Linked DNA regions of Mus musculus: regions 1, 2 and 4 are each linked to region 3. A link is a contact called in public promoter capture Hi-C data. All regions are on one chromosome and are shown on one strand. The core of a region is the stretch at or near the end of the contact, and the rest is flanking DNA. Distances in the headings are between cores, read along the strand shown. Region 1 holds the start of Osbp2 (oxysterol binding protein 2). Region 2 holds the start of Sec14l2 (SEC14-like lipid binding 2). Region 3 holds the start of Myo1g (myosin IG). Region 4 holds the start of Tbc1d10a (TBC1 domain family, member 10a).

Evidence for each region. Promoter capture Hi-C pulls out the DNA fragments that hold promoters and counts their contacts.
Region 1: a promoter capture Hi-C map of liver shows a contact between it and region 3, with 4 times the contacts expected there. The contact joins the promoter of Osbp2 here to the promoter of Myo1g in region 3. A contact is called at or near these places in 2 of 39 promoter capture datasets (both in liver).
Region 2: a contact with region 3 is called in a promoter capture Hi-C map of liver, with 3 times the contacts expected there. The contact joins the promoter of Sec14l2 here to the promoter of Myo1g in region 3. A contact is called at or near these places in 2 of 39 promoter capture datasets (both in liver).
Region 4: a contact with region 3 is called in a promoter capture Hi-C map of embryonic stem cells, with 6 times the contacts expected there. The contact joins the promoter of Tbc1d10a here to the promoter of Myo1g in region 3. A contact is called at or near these places in 1 of 39 promoter capture datasets (embryonic stem cells) and 1 of 484 Hi-C or Micro-C datasets (B cells).

What each region holds. Positions count from the first base shown.
Region 1 is chr11:3,862,621-3,865,320 of GRCm38.p6, reverse strand. Osbp2 (oxysterol binding protein 2) reads left to right here and starts at 1,418. Exons shown (of 14, transcript NM_152818.3): 1 at 1,418-2,088. The coding sequence starts at 1,454.
Region 2 is chr11:4,117,447-4,120,146 of GRCm38.p6, reverse strand. Sec14l2 (SEC14-like lipid binding 2) reads left to right here and starts at 1,418. Exons shown (of 12, transcript NM_144520.2): 1 at 1,418-1,522. The coding sequence starts at 1,469. It overlaps Gm51934 (a long non-coding RNA gene), which reads right to left and starts at 1,798. Exons shown (of 3, transcript XR_003949841.1): 1 at 1,187-1,798.
Region 3 is chr11:6,519,622-6,522,321 of GRCm38.p6, reverse strand. It overlaps Myo1g (myosin IG), which reads left to right and starts at 1,364. Exons shown (of 22, transcript NM_178440.4): 1 at 1,364-1,580. The coding sequence starts at 1,468.
Region 4 is chr11:4,185,474-4,188,173 of GRCm38.p6, reverse strand. It overlaps Tbc1d10a (TBC1 domain family, member 10a), which reads right to left and starts at 1,341. Exons shown (of 9, transcript NM_134023.1): 1 at 1,075-1,341. The coding sequence starts at 1,283.

The sequences.
Region 1 (2,700 bases), core at 169-2,668, 2.7 Mb after region 3:
TATAATGGCTCACGTCTGTAATCCCAGAACTCTGGTTCTAAGAAACAAACATTTCCAGATGGAGACCAGCCTGGACTACATATAAAGACTCTGTTTCAACACACTTTATTTTAAAAGATTTATTTATTTTATCTTATGTTTATGAGTATACTGTAGCTATACAGATGATTGTGAGCCTTCATGTGGTTTCTGTTCTGGGAATTGAATTCAGGACCTCTGTTCACTCAGGCACAAAGATTTATTTATTGTTATATGTAAGTACACTCTAGCTGTCTTCAGACACACCAGAGGAGGGCATCAGATCTCACTACAGATGGTTGTGAGCCACCATATGGTTGCTGGGAATTGAACTCAGGACCTTTGGAAGAGCAGTCAGTGCTCTTACCCACTGAGCCATCTCACCTCCTTCCCCCCCCCCCCCACTTTAAAAATGAAAATAAATTTCCCTTGTTTCTAGAAGCTTTGGTTTCTCTAGGATAAAGGGCATTCCTTGTGGTGGGGTGTGGGGCAGCTGTTCTGTGTCCTGCCCTCCTCTTGACAAAACACTGAGCTATTAGCTATTTGCCAGACAAGCTGTTCTCCCTGGTTTGGGTCTTTGTACACAGCGGTTTCTCCTTGAAGGTCTTTCTTGTTTCTCTAACTCTGTAGACCTTGTCTCTTCTGTGACTCTTGCCCAAATTTGGTAGAACTAATGACAGGCCTGTCATCTTAGGTAGCTTGGCAATTTGTTTCAGGAGTCGAAACATCTCGTTAAGAATTTATTAGTTAGCTTCCTTCCCTGAGGGCTGCACACACATCTGACACGTGCATGCACAGTGGCTGCTTCCCAAGCTTGTCAACCTTGCTCTCATCTCCTGCTCTGGTCGCTGACAAAATGTACCACAGAACTCTCTAGTTAATAACTCAATGATGCTCTCGGAGCATCTACTCTGCCAAATGTGCCTCATATGCACCATCTTATTACAGCCTTTGAAGGAGGTATTATCTTCATTGTATAGATGAGCCAACAGAAGTTTGTGGAGTGGCTACAGTTCCCACAACTAGGGAGAGGGCCTAGGCTGGATTTCCTCAGGTCGGACTCCCAGGGTTTGAGATTTGCTGTCCACGACCCACCCATTGCTCAGAGTTGCGTGGCGAGCGCACCGCGTGGCTTTCATTCACCATTGTTCTCCCAGCGCCTGGCACAGGAGGGACAGCAGCCTGAAGCGTGAAGTGCCTTCCACGTCGTCTGCCTAACTCTTGGCCCACGGGGTTCCTTCCACCTTAGCCAGAGCGGCGGAGGGACCCACGCGCACCCGATCTCTGTCGCTCACGTGAGGGCTCCACCCATCCCGTCCACTCCTCCACCAACCCCGCCCGGCTCCGCCCCGCCACTCCCTCCGAACAGGCCCCACCCACTCCCGCCCCGCCCCGCCCCCACTCCGCGCTCCGCCGAGCTCGGGTCCACAGCTCTATGGGGAAAGCGGCCGCTCTGAGCCGAGGCGGCGGCTGCGCTGGCCGCTCCCGCGGGCTCTCGTCGCTGTTCACGGTTGTGCCCTGCTTGTCCTGCCACACGGCGGCGCCGGGCATGAACTCATCCGCGTTCGGCTCAGGACCAGCGTCAAAGCCTCAGCTCCAGCCTGTGCAGGCACCAGAGCGGGAGTTGCTGTCGAAACAGGTGTGCCAGCCAATTTCTGAGCCGGCGTCGAGATCCGAACCTGGGTCCCAGACGACGTCTGTGCCAAGGCCTTCAGGGGTTGGGCAGGAATCGGAACTACAGGGCTTGTGGCCGGGGTCAGAGAACGGCACAAGGTCTGTGTCCATCATCAAAGCTTCGCCAGAGCTGGCAATGCCGTCCCCGCTGCAGTCAACAGTAGGGAGTTTGCCCGTCACCAAACCCGAGTCCAAGCTGGTGCCAAAGACCCAGTCTTTTCTGCGACAAGGACAGGCGAAGATTTCTGTCGGGACTCCGGTGTCAGGGATTGGTGTCCAAATGGTCTCACCACCTCTGGACAGCTACAAGGGTTGGCTCCTCAAGTGGACTAACTACCTGAAGGGCTACCAGCGCCGTTGGTTCGTGCTCGGCAATGGCCTGCTGTCCTACTACAGGTACGGAAGTACCGAGGTAGGACATCTGTGGTTGGAGGGTGGTGGTGGCCGGCCTCGACTGTGGGGTGGGTGTCACCATAACCCTTCTGAGATGTTTGCATGAACTTCTGTAGAAGTAATGCCTGTCAACTGCCAAGGGAAGACGTGACCTGTGGACATGGCCTCTGGCAAGCTTGAGTTTAAAAGGATGAGTGGGGAGATGGGTGGAGTAGGTCTTTTGTTCCCCTCCTGTTTTTGGTGGTCATGGAACCAGGGGCTGCGTCTGGTTCACTGTGTTCATGGAGGGAGGCAGCTAGTGAACCCCTCTCTTGGGAAGGACTGTGGGTCCCACCTCCCGTGGTTACTTCATTTGTTTCCTACCTTTGCTGACACCTGCTGGTGGCCAGGCCTTGGGCTGGGACTCGCTGACCCACAGATAGAGCAGACATAGTGTGTACCCCCTGGGACCCCAAGTTGACATTTTGCAGCAGATAATGCTTTCCTGTTCCCTTGCTTATTCCAGAAGTAGCTTGGGTTTCGGAGCTGCAGTAGAGACAGAGCTGGCACGACCTCCTGCTAAAGCTGGACTTCCTTCCCTTTCTCACTAGCTGTTTCCTGGGATTGCAAGCTTTG
Region 2 (2,700 bases), core at 169-2,668, 2.4 Mb after region 3:
TCTTTAGTAAGTTTGGGACCAAAAGGTGGTGTCTAAATATTCCTGGGTTCCAGAACAATGCCTCCTGCTTGGCATACAGTAGGAAGACAAAATGGCCCTGGCCCTGTGACCAGGTATCACCATGGAAGTAAGATCAAAGTGGCGAGGGCTCTAGCAGGAGAAGGCTATGAACTCTATTGTGTGAGCCAGAAGTAGTAACTGGGGGGCGGGAGGCAGTCTGATGGTATAGGCTGGACAAGAGGCTGCTAGGCTACAGCTGTCAGAGTCCACCCACTCACTAGTCAAACTTGTCACTAGCGGGGAGTCCGCAGGCTCTTGGCCAGAGCTGGGAAGCAGATAAGCACAGCAGGGCTGCTGTGGGCTCTGGCTTCCAGTGTGGTTTCCTCTCTGTCTAGCCTACGGCCAAGATCTGGCTAGGCAGCCAGCAATGGACAGCAAGGAGGTGGCCACAAGAAGTCAAACCTGAGAATTGTGTACATTAACTTCCATTAGCCTCCTGCCCATGATCACCCTCGGTTAGAGAAGAAGCAACAGTGCAGTGAGGCAAAGGACCCCGTAGACACCCGTGGGACACGGGCCCTCAAACCTGAGCCTCCTCACTTCCACAGAGGAAGCAGAGCATGCCAACTGAGATGTGAGAGCTTCAGGTGTGGCTCCCAGAGAGCAGGGAAGATCAGACGCAGAGACCTGGGTCTTAGTGGGGAGGCTGGTCTTCCTTTCTCTTCAGCTAGATGCCATGGTCTTTACCATGCCTGCTCTGCAGGTAGAGGGAAAAGGCTGTCCACTCCATTTGGTTTATTTGTTTGTATTCTGGGCTTGCCTCAAGCCCAATAAATAAGCTAAGGGTGATCAGAACTTCTGCTTCTCCAATGCTGGGATCTCAGGTATGTGTTGGAATGTGCCACTATGACCATGCAGTGCTGGGAATCCGACTTAAGGTCGTGCGCGTAACTCAGTGGCAAGCCTTCTGCCACTGAGTTACATCGGCAACCCTGGGGGTCAACTCTCACTCCCAAGCAGAGCTGGTAGTAGTGACCATAAGCAGATGGCAGAGTGAACACCACAGTTCCTACAGGCAGAAAGACGCTTAAGGGGCATCCCTTTTCAGTGGGCACCAGAGAGCTGTCAACATTTTGGGGTAAGGAAAGCTATGAGAGCAGCCCGGTCCAGCCTTGTGGAGTCGCACCTTAGAAGACGTCGTTTGCTAGAGCTTTCCAGCTTCCTCTTGGTTAGGATGAGGATCCAGACCCAAGTAGCTCCTCAGGTGTATGAGCAAGCATTCTGGCTCCAATCCAGGGCCTCTGCGCGTCTCGCCCCGCCCCTCGGGCTCCTTTAAGAGGCGGGTCTTGGCCGCCAGCCCCGGGGCCTCGGCCAAAGACTGGGACTTTACTCCAGCGGCTGCGGCGGCGGCAAACGAGTCGGAGCTCCATCAGCTGCCGCAGGCACCGCGCCCCAAGGCTGAGCCACGATGAGCGGCAGAGTCGGTGACCTGAGCCCCAAACAGGAGGAGGCACTGGCCAAGGTGAGCTTGCTCTTGGTCTGTCTGTGGCCCTCGCTCCTGGCTGAAAAGCGGCTGTAAGGGACTGTCCTCGCGGGCGGGCGACTGATCGCCCCCGCTTGGCTAGTGCCCAGCGGACCGCTTCTCCTTCAGGGTGAGGACCTCGGGAAGTTTGGTCATCGCGATCTTCAGCATGAGCAGCCCCAGAGGTGCCCCCTTGGGAAGAAGTGGTTGCTTGGAAGCCTTGGGAGGCAGCTGAGGGCACAAAGGCAACATTCATCCTCCGGGCTGGCAGGGACTGGTAGCAGGGCCGTGGGACAGGGGCAGGGCCCCAGGTTTCCTCCCATTTCCGGGAGGTTTTTCTCTTTTGGGGCAGTGGCATATGGAAGGGTCCCTGACAGTTCCTTGGCAAACTCCCCCTAGCTCTTTCAAGGCACTAAGTCACTGTGCGACCTTGGGCCAAACCCTGTCCTGTGTGCTGTGCTCTTCGATGAAATTAGAGGAGTTGTCTGTCGGGCACCTCTTGTGTGTGAAGTCTAAGATGTCCGGGATTCACTAGGTTGGAATCCTTTCGGAGAGAAGAGCTCTCCCCACCCTGGCAACCCAGACCCTTGCCTGAACTTAGTGATGCCACTCAAAAGGAAAGGACCTGACCAGGCTTTGCCTTGGCACCTGGGCAGACAGGGACTTATCTACTCCATTCAAGTTCGGGAGCTGGCACTTCTGGCCAAAAGACTTTATCTCCTCAGTTGCACGGGATCAGAATTGATGGGGTCCAGCCCCAGTGTTCCCAGTTGTGCAGTTTCTTATTTATTCCAGAGTGTGGCAGCAGATGTGGCTGCTGTGTGTGACTTTTTTCCCATGCCAGGTTTGCTGCTGACGTGCAGGCTAAGTCTGTTGGGCATAGGTTTGGTGGGGATTAAGCCAGGGGCTAGGTGAGGTCCTTGGTGAAGGGTGGCCTTCTGCTTGTTGTTTAGATGACCATTGTCCTAACTCTGGGAGCTGCTTTTGGGGGATGGGAGGGTCTGATTAGACCTAGCTGACCTAAGGCAAAGGGCAGAGGTGGCCAGTCCTCATTGGTCCTCTCTGGAGGTGTCCTACAGGTCAGTAACCAGATAAAGGTCTCTGCTGTTGTAGGAGGCTTGGGGCTGCCTGTTTACTACTGGGTAGTGAGAGATCAGGGATAGGGGTGGCTATCCTGG
Region 3 (2,700 bases), core at 115-2,614:
CGCCTAGCCATTTTTCAATGTACCACTAATCTACAAGCTCAACCATAAGCCAAGACCTGTGAGAGCTAAGATGAGGCCCCAGAGCTCCAAGAGTTAATGGTTTTATCTCAGAGGCTGGATGAGAGAACGAAGCTGAGCATATGCAAGAGGGTCCTACCAAAGGCTAGCCCACTAGAGGGCTGGAGAGTGTACTCTTCCGCTCCCTTGTCACTGTGGGGAGGAATCGCAGGGTGCCGAGTCCCCACCACTGCCTCATCTGCTGGGTCAGGCAGGAAGTCTTTATGGTTTAAACTCTATTGTGGCCACCCCTGGCTGATGTTGAGCTCTGGGGCAGCGATGTTCAGCTGGGTAACCACGAGAGGCCAAGAAATATCTGTTGGCACGCCTTTAATCCCAGCACTTGGGAGGCAGAGGCAGGCCGATTTCTGAGTTCGAGGCAAGCCTGGAGCCTGGTCTACAAAGTGAGTTCCAGGACAGCCAGGGCTATACAGAGAAACCCTGTCTCGAAAAACCAAAAAAAAAAAAAAAAAAAACCAAAATAATAATAATAAAAGAAATATCTATTGGGCTAGAGAGATGGCTCAGAAGTTAAGAGCACTGACTGCTCCTGCAAAGGTCTGCAGTTTACGGCCACCCAGCCCTCTAGCCCTCTGCAGACACCCAGCATGCATATGGTGCACTTATACATGTAGACAAAGCACTTGTACACAAAATAGATGTTTAAAACGTTTTAAAAGAAGCATCCTGCCAGGCGTGGTGGCACATGCCTTTAATCCCAGCACTTGGGAGGCAGAGGCAAGTAGATTTCTGAGTTCAAGGCTGGCCTGGTCTACAGAGTGAGTTCCAGGACACACAGAGAAACCCTGTCTTGAAAAACCAAAAAAAGAAAGAAAGAAAGAAAGAAAGAAAGAAAGAAAGAAAGAAAGAAAGAAAGAAAGAAGAAGAAGCATCCTTTCTTACTGAGCCTGGTATAATCCTAGCTACTTTGGGGAGGCCAGCTTGGACTACAGAGATAGAAGAAAGAAAGAAAGAAAGAAAGAAAGAAAGAAAGAAAGAAAGAAAGAGAGAGAGAGAGAGAGAGAGAGAGAGAGAGACGGAAAGAGGGAGGGAGCAAAGGAAGGAAGGAAGACAGACAGACAAGGGGAGGGAGAATTCCAGCCTGCCCGTAATCTTTGGAGTGCTTGGGATTACAGACAGGTATGGCCAAACCTAGCTTGGGAAGAGCTTTAAGGAAGCCAGTAAAGACCCCATCAGGACAGACAGTTAGGCATGGACCTTGTGGGCCAGGGAGCAGGAAGCAGTGTCTGAAGCACCAAGGCAGGGGAGTAGCAATGGGCAGGGCCAAACTCCCCGGGCAGAACCCACTTCCTACTTTACTGAAGTACTGCAGTAGTCAGGCAGGGCTGGGCCTCCCCTTTCTGCCTTCCCCTTCACCTCTGTACAGAAAGCTCTGGCGACCTGCCTTGGATGCTTGCAGTGGGCAGGATGGAGGACGAAGAAGGCCCTGAGTATGGGAAACCAGACTTCGTGCTTTTGGATCAACTGACCATGGAGGACTTCATGAAGAACCTAGAGCTCAGGTAGATGTGAGGTGGGGGTGGGGATGCGGTACTGGGCTTCTTTCCTTCCTTTCCTCCCTTATCATCCACACAGACCTGAGAGAAGCCCTGAAGGTACCCTGGTCCCATCGTCAGGAATGGGGACAAGGCTACACATACCTAGACAATACAGGCTGAAATGATAGCATCTCCAGGAGATAATGGCCACTCAGAAAGTAACCAGCTGTCAGGAATGGAGCTGCCCAGCCACCCTCACAACACCCTGGTTGACAAGCCCAGAGTCCTGAGGAAGACAGGCAAAGGCATGGGGACCAGGAATGTACTGCATCTCCTCTCTGTCACCTGCTGATGCTTTCCCCCTGGGTCCCATGTGTGACCCGACTTGAGTTTCCTTAGGAACTCCAAAATGAAGTGCCCTCCACCCCAGAATCGCAATAATCGAAGCAAGCTGATATGATGCTGATATGATGTTCTGGGTTGGGAGTTGTTCATGGGAGGGGTCACAGGCTAGGACTAGGAGAATTGACAGTGCAGCCTGCTTTCTCACTGAAAAAAGCAGGGAGGGGTCCAGGAGCTAGAAGCACAGCATGTTAAATGGCCTTGTGTGCGGCTGGACTTCATACACACCTCCTAGGGAGGATTGTTGTGTGCTAGGAAGCTCCTTAGAGAGCAACTGGGGACCAGGAATCTCACTAGGTGCAGAGATGGAGGTCCTAGGCTGCCACATGGAGAGCTTTATCCAGGAAATGAGTTCAATGCTTTGTTAGACTGCCTCATTCTCTCGAAAAGCAAGCTCACAAGCATGCCCTCCATGCTTTGTATGCTGAGCCGAGGAAGACAGTGGCTGCAGGTCACAAAACTTGTAGTCCCAGGGCGTGACTTGTCAGAGGGGGCAGAGAAAGAGGAACCCTGAAGAGGCCTGCCTGGGGTTGAGCGGGCCCCACACACCGAGAGGACAGTTGGGGCCCCAAGGAGGCTAGTACTCCTCCCAGAGCACAAAACCCAAGAGAGGTACAGCCCTAGGTTCCTGCTTCTAATATGGTTAGTAAACGGAAGGGTGGAGGAGTTTGAGATGTGCTGGAGAGGGACGGTGGCCATGGCTGGGGTTGCAAAGACTAGCAAATCACCACGCTATGATTTG
Region 4 (2,700 bases), core at 92-2,591, 2.3 Mb after region 3:
TCAGTCAGAGGAGAGGGAGAATATATACTGGCGTAGGGCTTCCATGGTGCCTGTGAGGCTCTATAAACTGGGAGGTACACTATGACAGGGAGGCTTGTCAGTTCTGGGTATGGCGCTAGTCTCCTATCACAAGACAAGTGGAATGAAAGCAGGATCTAGAGGCCATCTTCCTGAAGAGACCACCAGATCGCATCCGCAGTCTCTGGGAGGGCGGGCTTCTAGGGGTTCTGCTGTGTACAAATCTGTAGCCCAACATGCTCAGCTTGGAGGGAAGGTGTTACTCCTGCCTCAGCTTTCTCTAATGGAAAGCTGGGTACCTGGTAGCTCAAGGGTGGGGTGCTGTCTCCCTCCTTCTCCAGTCCTAGATCTGGATTTGGGAAGGAAGGACATAAACACGGCAGCCTGGGAGTCTACTGGCTGGCTCCCCTGTGATGAAGCTGACAGGGGAGTCCTAGAGTTGAGGTGCCCTATAACTACTGGGAAGGAGTGTCGGCCCACCTGTTGCCTGTGACAATGGACAAAGCTGCCTTTTGGCAGAGGGTGTGTAATGAGGAGAGACCTTTCCATGATGAAAAGAAACTGGGAGTCAAGATGGGACCCTCTGGGAGGGGGCTGGCCAGTGTCAATCCTTCTGAGATATGTGTCTGGAGGTAAGGGTTAGCGCGACCTGGAATAGCTCGGAGTCCTGAAGTCTTAAGATTTCCTGGGGTGCCGATACTGAGGTGGCGAGACAAGGATTCTGTGGGGTAGGGGGAGATGGAGAATAGCTGTGGGCAAAGTATGGGGCAGCCATCTGTGCGCGTGTCAGGGGGTGGCAAAGCTTTAAGGCCAGAGTAACCTGCGAGATTATGAGCTGGAGATGGGAAACCCCCATCGGGGATACTCTCCTTGGAGGGTATGGATCAGTCGGTTTGGGGAAGACCAGGAGGAAGGGAATGGCCTTTCTGTTCGTAGGTAGAAAGTAGGCTGCCGCTTGCGGCGTATCTGTGGGGTTGGGACAGTGGAGACACGTTGGTGGGTCAGGCCCACGCCTGTGCTGGTCCCGCGCCCGGCCCAGACCCCAGAGCTACTCACGCGCCCTCGGCGCCCTGCGAACCCACGATGAATCCGAACTTGTCGATGCGGCGCTCGGCGAAGCCGTTGGCCTCCGAGTCGGAGCCGAGCGAGCTCAGCTCGTCGGCGGTGGCGGCGTCGGGGCCCTGGGCCAGGCTTTCCCGGGTCCCAGACAGGCTCCCGCCTGCTGCGGGCTCGCGCGGCCCATTCTCTCTGCTGCTTTTCGCCATATCGGCCGCGCCCGCCACCAGAGCGCCAGCGGCCACCTCAGCCGCCTGAGCCGCCCGGCCTCCGCCGACGCTGCCGACGCCCCTCCCACGCACTGTGCCCATTGGCTGCCACAAAGCTGGGGGCGGATACCCAGGGAGCTCCCACCACGCGCCCAATGGGTGCCGAGGGTCCCGAGCCTCGCCCCTCCTCCAGCCTGGCGCCAAGTGGACCGACGTGAGGGGGCGGGACAACCGTCACCAAGGGCCCGCCTTCCCTGGCTGCCAATCACAAAAACTCACCTGGACTAGCTCGTCTGGCTTTTCCGGGTTGGCCCGGAGCTGGTGTGTCACCTGCTGCTGCTCTCTGGCAGAAGGTCTAGGGCTTCCCTAGAGGTCCTAAGGTCTCTGCCTCCATGGGAAACAGGGTCGTGGGTAGCGCTACTTCGCCAGGTCATTTTCAAGAACAGTGATGAGACGCAAGTGGGCTTAGGGATCTGAACCACCTGGCTGTTCTGCTTAGGGGGATGCAAATTAGCTCGTGGGAGACCCTATAAGAATAATACAGAACAGCCGGGCAAGATGGCTCACGCCTTTAATTTAATCTCAGCACTTGGGAGGCAGAGGCAGGCGAATTTCTGAGTTCGAGGCCAGCCTGGTCTGCAGAGTTAGTTCCAGGACAGCCAGGGCTACACAGAGAAACACTGTCTCGAAAAACCAAAACCCAAAACCAAATTATATATATATATATATATATATATATATATATATACACATACACACACACACACACACACACACACACACACATATATATATATCAGACCTAAGCTCTACCTTTTTCTTCCCAACACCTTTCTGGTGAGGGTTGATTTGTATTGTTTTTCTTTGAGATAGGGTCTCCAAAGTGGCTTTGACTTTACTATGTAGTCTAGGGCCCTCCCTGTCTCCCAAGTGCTGGGATTACAGATGTGGGCTATCCTGCCTGACTCCCCAATAGTTTTATTGAAATATGGTTAGCATACCACCACTTCCATCTATTTAAGGTATATACATACTTCCTATATTTAAATTCCATCACCCCACCGACACACCTACACATGCACAAATACATAAAAATTAAAGATAAATTAGGCATGATAACAGATGCCTGTACTCTGTAGGCTAAAACAGTTTACAAGTTCCGGACAGACTGACTGGGCTACAAATAAAAATCCTATCTCAAAAAAAAAAAAAAAAAAAAAAGTACAAAGCTGGGCGTGGTGGTTTTTATCCCAGCACTCGGGAGGCAGAGGCAGGCAGATTTCTGAGTTTGAGGCCAGCCTGGTCTACAAAGTGAGTTCCAGGGCAGCCAGGACTACACAGAGAAACCCTGTCTCGAAAAAAAAAAAAAAAAAAAAAGGTACAGTCCCATGGTTCTTTAGCATCCGTACAGAGTTGT